Regions from separate parts of the Zea mays genome. Here region 2 is linked to region 1. The links are chromatin contacts, called in public Hi-C maps. All regions are on one chromosome and are shown on one strand. The core of a region is the stretch at or near the end of the contact, and the rest is flanking DNA. Distances in the headings are between cores, read along the strand shown.

Region 1 (4,266 bases), core at 382-2,881:
CCCTCTCTAAGTAAAGATGCAATACTCTCAAATGCTGTAAGGCAGGTTGGCTTTGTGCCTTAATGTGTTCTGTTGGCTTGTATTAGCGAAGATGTTGTCCTGCAGAACATTCTTGAAAGAACACACCTATATGAGTTAGACTGTCTAACGTCGCAGTCTATGAGATCTGGGTGATCTCTAGTAAACTCATGAAGAGACCTTGGAGTACGACGTATATGCTCCACCCGAGAAGGGGACTACTGGTAGCCAAGTACTAGTCATGACTTCAAGTGAAACCCATTCACGCAAAACTTGCAATTCAAGGCATAGTCCATTGTCCAAGTTGTGGGTTGGTGTAACTTGGAGTTCTAGGCGGAAGTTCAACTTAACAGTCTCTGCTGAAAAACTAGTATATTAAACAGTAGTGAACAGTGGCGAAAACTGCAGATGGGCATTTGAGATCTGGTGGGGGATTGTTAGGATTTATGGGCTTGGCCCAATTAAGTTATTCAAATAAATCCCAGGAAAATCTCAAAAGCCCATATAAGTGGATGGCAAAGGGATAGGTGGAACCAATAGCACCATATTGCTAGCTCTTGTGGAGTAGAGCTAGCTTAAATATGGAAGCCACACTCACTCACCAAGTCATGGATGAGAGGAGAGAGTGTGGAGAGCCACACGCGCGCGCGCGCTCGCTCGCCTCGCCTCGCCTCGCCTGGCCAGGCCGGGCCGGGGCGGGCCGGGGCGAAGGGCGCGGGCGCACGACATGCGCGTGAATGGTCCGCCGAAATCCGGCCCCTCGCCTTGCGGGGGCGCGGCTACCTTTTGCCGTTTGATTTTTTGGTTTCTTGGCTGTTACGCTTATCCTAACCGATCGCTACAAAATCTCAACTGATTGCGAGATTTTCGTGGGTGGATAAGCACTGGGGTCGCGGACTCGGCCCTATAAAAGGAGCCCGGCAGCCAGCCTCCAAATCATCCCAGATCCCAGTTCGCTTTCGCCTCTCTTCATAGCTGAGCCGCCTTTTAGTTCCCTTCGTCCCGACCGCAGAGGTGCATCTGCGATCAGGAGAGCAGGTCTCCGGAACCCTTCGTCTTCTAGATCCTGCACCGGGAGAGGGCGAATAAGGTTTTTGGGAAGCGTCTTCACGCGACTGCTCGTGATCTGCTGACCTCGTCAACCCATCTGATCCTGGCGCGCGCCAACAATCAGTAAGTCTAATCAGTACGCATCATCTGATTTGGCTTTTATTTCAGTTCTTCTGATTTGGTCATGATTTATATTCGGAATTTAATTTGGAATTTGTCTAATTATTCAACAATTACTATACTGTTTCATAGCATCGATTGAGCTGTACCCATGCAGCTCAATTGGTTCTAGAAAAAAGAAATCTAGGCAAAACAAGCTACAGAAATGTCCTAAAAGGAGATACATACGCAAGCAGCCTATTATATTCCGAGCCGAACAAATGTCAAAAAGGACGGAATTTTTGAAACGCCGGCGGACGGGGTGGACGCGGCAACGAAGACGAAGCAGGGAGAGCACAGCCACAGGAAGCTAGAACGGGAAGCAACGCACAGCCGCACAGGACACGTGCGGGTGGGCCCGAGCGCCAGGTACGGCCACGTCGGCAGTGGCCCACGCTCCCCTTGACCCGGCTGGACGACGGTGAGCGGCAGGGCCGCAGGGGCGCCGGGCCTGGGTTCCCTCTCGCCCCAACCAACGCGTAGAAAATAAAATAAAATAAAAACAATTGGAGCAGGAAACTGTTGACAAGCAGCAAGGCTACGTACTCTAGGATTATCTGTTCCAGTTTGTAGCTATTCTGTGGTGTCTTTTCCTTTGGTCTTCCTTAATCATTGGCACATAAAATATAAATGTTCAGCCCCAGTTTGAACGATTACTACTGAAATGTTGGAAGCAGAGCATACCGAACTGTCATCGATCTTGTCCACTTGTGCAAGCCAGAAAAGACACTACTGCTACTGCTACCTTGCCCTGTGGCGGTCCAGCCCTGATCCAGGGTCCTGCGAGAATATCAAGACAGTGACAGCAATTCAAGCAGGTTCTAATAGCCTGAATATCGGTCATCACTCACATGCCACAGCAGTACAGCACCTCAAATTATTCCCTTAAGAACAGTTCTTCTTTAATATATATACATATCCTTGCCTAGATCAAGGGCTCTTGTTCATCATGTTGACCGCCCGAAATCGCAGCGCGCGCGCGCGCTCTCTCTCTCTCTGACCAGCTCTATCACACACTTACGTTCGTCGACCAAAACAAAAGGGGGCCCCCGGTTGTGTCATGCTTGGACCCTCTCATTTTCTTGGCACCGATTTGTCTGGGGGTGCAGACGCCGATAGTTGAGTGAAGCTGAATACCTGTGCATTGACTAAACCTCCCCTCCTCTGAAAGTTACTGGTTTTTTTGTTGTGCGTCAAGTTTCTGAATCTCTCGTGGCAAGAACCGATCTGACGGCTCAAGCGGTCGGATCATGCATGGAATGGACGAAGAAGTGTGCCCCCCCCCCCCCCCTTTTCCCTTGATGAACCATGCGTGGCTCTCATGCACATCATCAAAACCAGCGAGCGATGGTTTGAGAGTGAGAAGCCTGGCTACGAACCACTGCTGATATTAGGGATGAAAACGGTCGGAAACGGTCGGTAAACACTAAAACCATTACTGTTTTCATATTTTTTATCGGAAACAAAATCGAAAACGGTAACTCCAGAAACGGAAATGATATCGGTATTTCGGAAACATCGGAAACGAAAAGTACGGTGCGGAAAATACACCGATAACAGTCGAAATCTAAAATACGATCGGTAAACATATCAAACTTCACAGTAAAACAAAATTGACAAAAGATCACAAATACCACAAGTTCACAATTCATGATATAACAAGTTCATAAGGATCACAAATTTATAATATAAAAAGTTTACAAAGATCATAAGTTCACAATATAACAAGTTCACAGTATAACAAGTTCATAAAGATCACAAGTTCACAGACTCAAATTTTACAATATCCACTCGATTTAGTTGACATGACATGCTTACTCATGAAACATTTTTTCCTCACATAAAGGGTTTTTTCACAGCCTCACAGGAAAACCCTAAAATCTAGTGTGTGGAAAAGACAGACTGTCGGCTCTCTATCATTATATATTACTAATACATAACATGTGCATAGAAAATGGTGGATTCGTTCGAGAGACCAAATCGTTAATCTCAACTGCCTTCCAATACCATCTAACCCCAAAAAAATCTTAAAGCGTCCAAAAAATACAAAAATAAGTAATCCTTATCCAGAGATGTACAGGCGATGCGAAAAAATCACATGCTGGAAAATTCCGAAAAAAATTCCGAAAAAATTCCGAGACACAATTCCGGAAATTTTCGAGACACAAATCCGGTAATTTCCGACAAAAACCGGTAACCGATGGAAACGGTCGGTAAAACATCACGCCGATTCCGATAGAAAATTCCGAAAACCGATTCCGTTTTCGAATAAAATCCGTTACCAGTGAATCCGATCGAAAAATTTCGAAATCGGTTTCCAGAATTCCGAAAAATTCCGAAACCGTTTTCATCCCTAGCTGATATACACTACTGTTCGCTGCGTAGCATCTGGAAGTGGCCACATGAAAAGGAAAGTTCAGGAATCGATAGTTCGAAAGCAGGCATTGTGTCTGCTGATGTTGTTGCAGTGAGAGTGAAGTGTGATTGACAATAATAGGTACAAAATACAATGCAAGTTTTCTTGCGGGCAAAAGTCCCTCTTGGTTTTCTTTCCGGGTTTGATCATTCCCATAAGTTTAGGGTTGGTTTCTTGTGGGTTCAGTTTCCTCGCCCTCTCTTTTGGCATCTCCTGGCTTGCGGCTTCACTGTCATTCAAGATAAGATATCACAACATGGTCTAGTTTGTGTGCGCTCCCGGGACTACGCTGCTGGCTGCTATGAACCATGAGAATGTACTTGACTCTTGGGGGGAAAAAACTACAAAAGCCATTTTTTATATGGACGGATTCTTTTTTTTCACCATTTGAGCTGCATAACATTAGCCGTGTTTGTTTCGGGTTTTTTTTTTCTAGATTCTAGCCACCAGAAACTACTATGGACTATCAAACGTTTAACTTTTTAGCGTGTTTCTATGAAAATTGTTTTGGTAAAAACATTTTAAAATCAACGCAAACACATAATCTGACATGTACGAATCGAGGTTGCGAATTCCTCCAGCATTGCATCCTCCGTGATGTCACGACCCATGATTGTGGTAGT
Region 2 (4,474 bases), core at 1,022-3,521, 300 kb after region 1:
CCTTGAAGAAACAAAACTTAAAAGAAGCTGTGACAAACATATGCTGGTGTGAATCAGATCTTTTACCGCGATGCAAGTCTTCAACTAGAATGAAAGCTTCATAGCTGCAAACGTATCCAGTATATTACATTGTAACAACTATTCTCTACAAAATTCAGGCCATAAACAATACGCCAGCACTTTCAACATATTTTTCGTGAATAAATTTAAATAGATATATAGCAGACATCATCAAAATTCAGATCGTGAGTAGGGATGGGAGTTTTGCATTCCTAGGACATTGGATCAACCCAATACTCGATTGAACAAATCCAAATATCAAAGGAAGGGATGCGGGATAGAAGTTAGCTAGCTAAGTAGCTAACTGGCCCACAACTATATGGTGTCAGAGCTTACATCCCTAATCACGAGGTTAACAAACCAAATTTTGAGTGCACGACAGCATGTCCTGTTACTTTTATAATCACCAATCACACACCAAAACAACTGACTGTTAACGTTATTCTAATTCGTAGATGGAATGCTTGCAAAGTTGTACTCCCTCTATCCACAAAAGGATGCAGCTAATGGGACAAAAGGATGCAACTGTGGGATTTGTGCAAGTCAAACTAGTTTGACCAAGTTTATAGTGAATAATATTAACATTTATGTCCCTAACTAGATTTACTACGAAAATATATCTCATAATTAATTTTATGGACAGGCTTGGTGCAGCGGTGAGAGTTGTCTCACTAGAGTCATCAGGTCACGGGCTCAAAGCTCTTCGTATTTGTAGGGAAAGACTTGCCTCGGTTTATCCCTTTCCCACACACCACTCATGTGGGAGCCTCCGGCACTGGGTCTGCCATTCTACTTATCTTACCATAAAGGTTAATACTTCTTGGTATAATTATGGTCCAACTTCAAACTGTTTGGCTCCTCGAAAAGTGAAAATTGCACCCTTTTGTGGATGGATGGAGTAATAGAGATCAAAGTTTTCAAGTGATCATGTCTCATACAACCTTGTTGACGATCCTAGCACAAAATACAATACAGTTTCTATTTACAAAATAAGAATTTAGCATCAAATACAAGAAACACACATATCTAACCAGCATTTTATTTCATTTCTCTTAGCCTTGTCCAGTGAACGGTATGGAAAGTAGCATACAGTGCATATTATGATACATATGGGCTACTATAAAGTAGTTGAGGCAATTAACATGGGTTACTCAACTGCAAATGCCTAAGAAAACATGTTTGGGCTCTTGCTCACTGCACACAGTGAGGCTTATTAATAAAATCATACATGAGTACACAAGTAGGAAACACCGCATACATACGCTGAATGTTTTGCTTGACACGTTCACGTCTTGCCTCCAGCTCAGCCAATTCCTGGAAGGTACTATGATATATCAGCATCAGATGCAATGACTATGTTGCTCTCCTTGTAAAGTTTGGATTGACAATACAATAAAAGGGAAGACCTAGAAAAACTTTGAATGACAATGTGTTGTTTCACATTCTTGCTCTTACCTCTGGTGTTGGAGCTTTCTTCCTTTGGCCATTCAGCCAGCAAATCCACTCGACTACAAGCACGACATGACTATGAGATGTTGTATATGCAATCAACAAATCCAAGTACATAATAATCTAAAATCAAGGCCACAATCCATACATGCCTGCAAACACGGTGCCGTAGCAGTTACATTAGGATTCTTCACTTCTTCAGTCACATCACAACATCCTCATCGGGAAAATGAGCAGGAAGGGAGGAAGGTAACCTGGAACGGTGGTCGAGTCCTGGTCTGCGCCCTTGAACTCCACCCAGCGCCTCTCCTTCACTGTTCCCTTGTTCCGCAATCAAGAACAGCATGAAGAAGAAGAAAAAGCAACCGCATCGAGATTTGCTTAGCCGGCATTCACGTGCCTTCCTCCTTGCCAGAGGAGACCGGGAGCGGGGAAACTAGAGGCAAGCTCGTGCAAGTAGGGGTAACAGGGGGTAGGATGAGCGGGGTGGACGGGGACACGTACTTGTGCCGTCGACCTCCTCAACGCGGGTGAAGTAGCGGTTGCCGGCCTTGTCGACGCCCACCTGCGTCCGCGATTGGAACATGCCGAGCAGCCGCGACAGCAGCCGCTTCGACATCGCAGCTTCCGGATCTTCCCCGCTCCTGCCTCGCTAGAAATGGTCGCCCTGTCCCCTATCTGTCGCCTGCGCCTCGCCGGAACCGGTCGCCACTTCCGTCTCCGTAGCCGTCGGCCTGCCGCCAGCGAATCAGTATGGGTGTCTGGTCCACAGACGGCGCACAACGCCATAGCTCAACTGGTTATTAGGTTGGGCCATGTTTGGGCCGTTTCCAGGGTAGGACTTGCAGCCCAATAGTCATTGCAGGACGGGAGAGCTGGGAAGTGGTCAGACGATGGCGCGAAGCTCCGTATCGCGTAGGCTATGCGCAATTGCGTCGTTCTTCATCTCCTATCCGTCCTAATTTACAATTTGTTTGAATTTCTCTATCAAATTTAATTAGCTTATCTTATTCAATTTTTTGCGAAAAATGAAAAGTAAAGTTACATTTAAAATATATTATATACTAAATGATATCACAGTAAAAAATAATAATAATAACAGATTTGTTTGAATACTAGTCAAATTTGAATTAAAAAATCAAATGAATTATAAATTGGAACGGAGAAGTTTTTGTATGTTTAGGGCTACTTTGAGAACCTCAAATCCCTTTTGGGATTAGAGGGTATTGAGGTGGAAATGAACTAATTTTCTCTTCAATCCCCTTCAGTCCTGAAGAGGATTTGAGTTTTCAAACTAGCCTTTAGAGAGTCTATTGGAGGATTTTTTTTATCTAAATCTCTATTCTGATGGAATGTAAAGACTCACGAATTTATTTGAAAAAAACATTACAGATCACTGTAAAAAAAGGTCATGGCTACATTAGACCGTCTCCAACAATTCATCCATTTTTTCATTGTTTTGCATTGCATACTACACATTTTGCAGAGTGGGGTTTAAATATAAGGCTATGAATGTGTAAGATGCTGGAGATAGTTTTTACGTAGCAATGTTATAGAGCTCTATTCTAAAAAATATAGTTAGTTAGAATATAGATATATCAAGATAAATTAGTTGGTTAGAGTATGGAGATTTCTTTGGAGCTGCTCTATAACATTGCTGCGTAATGTAGCCATGACATTTTTTACAATGATATGTGCCATCTTTTTCAAATAAATTCGTGTATACAATGTGATATATAAAAAATAACGAAACACTTTTAAAACATTAGTTTTGTGCATCGTTTGTGTTATCTTTCATATCGCTTTCTGTTAGAGGGTCCTTCCTCGCCGCTCTCAGGAGGACTTAAATCCAAGTCCAAATCCAAGTCCATGTAGAGTGCATGGAAGATGAAGTCCCCACCGCCACCCGCCATCTCTACAAACTCAAAGTCATCAGAGGTGGGGAGATGACCGTATGACACGGTCGAGGCGGGAAGGTGTTGAGGCTACTGCTAGAACCACCGCAGTAGGACATCATTTCTGTGTCATATAACGTAGAGAGCTCTACGTAGGACGCGAAGAAAGCCGACAGATTGTCATACGAGGGGTTGAACCTCATATAGATCACGATCTGTCGTCTTATTTCATTAACTTTAGAAGGCGGGGCGAGCTTGTGTCCCTCATGCCGCCCGCATGGGGTGAGGCTGAGGGGCACCGAGGGCTTCCAAGATGGTGTCGGGGTCTCCGACGAAGGAGGTCGGGCAGGTGTCACTCTGACCATATTGCCTTCCTGGCTGATGACGAAACCGAGGTTTCCAATGTGAATGGCCGCTCCGGGGGTATCGTCTATGTGCGGCCGCCTGTAGGATCTAGGACACTAGCTAGAGGGGGTGAATAGACGGTTTTGACTAAAATCAACCATACTAGAGAAATTTAATCCATACAACAAGAGATATAAATTCTCTAACTAATACAAGTAAGCAACCAATAAGAAACAACATTAACAAAGCTAAAAATGAATGGCAATTCAATTGTTGGGGACTTGTTCTCAAATGCTATGAGTTAAGAACAAGACAACATAAATGTTAATGGTTAAAGGCCTTCGTCCTACAAAGCATTATCTCTCTCAGGATATAATGATCTTCAGACGAAGGTCATGAATGACATACCTTCATCATTTCAATATGTAATGGAAAGCAAAAGCATGAATTACGTATAAAGAATACGAACAATTATCTTAAATCGTTAGATTATTTGTACCATGAATAAACATTAACAATATCGAATTACATTTGTACCTTCGGCTTGATAGAAGGTAAAGATCCAAGTGCGACGTGCAAGTGAATACAAGTCAGCGTGAACAGTACGATGTTACTGTTCATCTACTTATAGGCACAGGTCACAGCCTGTGTAAAATTACATTCATACCCTTGACGTTTATTATTGACTAAGGGTAATCTATCGAGGACTAGATAGCCTTTTCCTC

What was found. A called contact is a pair of places that touch in the nucleus more often than the background predicts.
Region 2: a Hi-C map of leaf shows a contact between it and region 1, with 4 times the contacts expected there. The contact joins the promoter of LOC100283396 here to the enhancer-like site in region 1. A contact is called at or near these places in 3 of 25 Hi-C or Micro-C datasets (bundle sheath, ear and leaf).

The regions. Positions count from the first base shown.
Region 1 is chr2:196,802,755-196,807,020 of Zm-B73-REFERENCE-NAM-5.0, forward strand. No RefSeq gene overlaps it. Among protein-coding and RNA genes, the nearest start is that of LOC103647556, 3.1 kb to the right of the region's middle. Within about 2 kb of position 1,632, at least 17 of the 20 cell types and tissues checked have an H3K27ac peak or open chromatin away from gene starts, as enhancers often do. A contact at or near this core is called in bundle sheath, ear and leaf, where this site is marked.
Region 2 is chr2:197,101,436-197,105,909 of Zm-B73-REFERENCE-NAM-5.0, forward strand. It overlaps LOC100283396 (oxidoreductase), which reads right to left and starts at 2,272. Exons shown (of 8, transcript NM_001156297.1): 1 at 2,014-2,272; 2 at 1,764-1,823; 3 at 1,516-1,568; 4 at 1,323-1,374. The coding sequence starts at 2,128.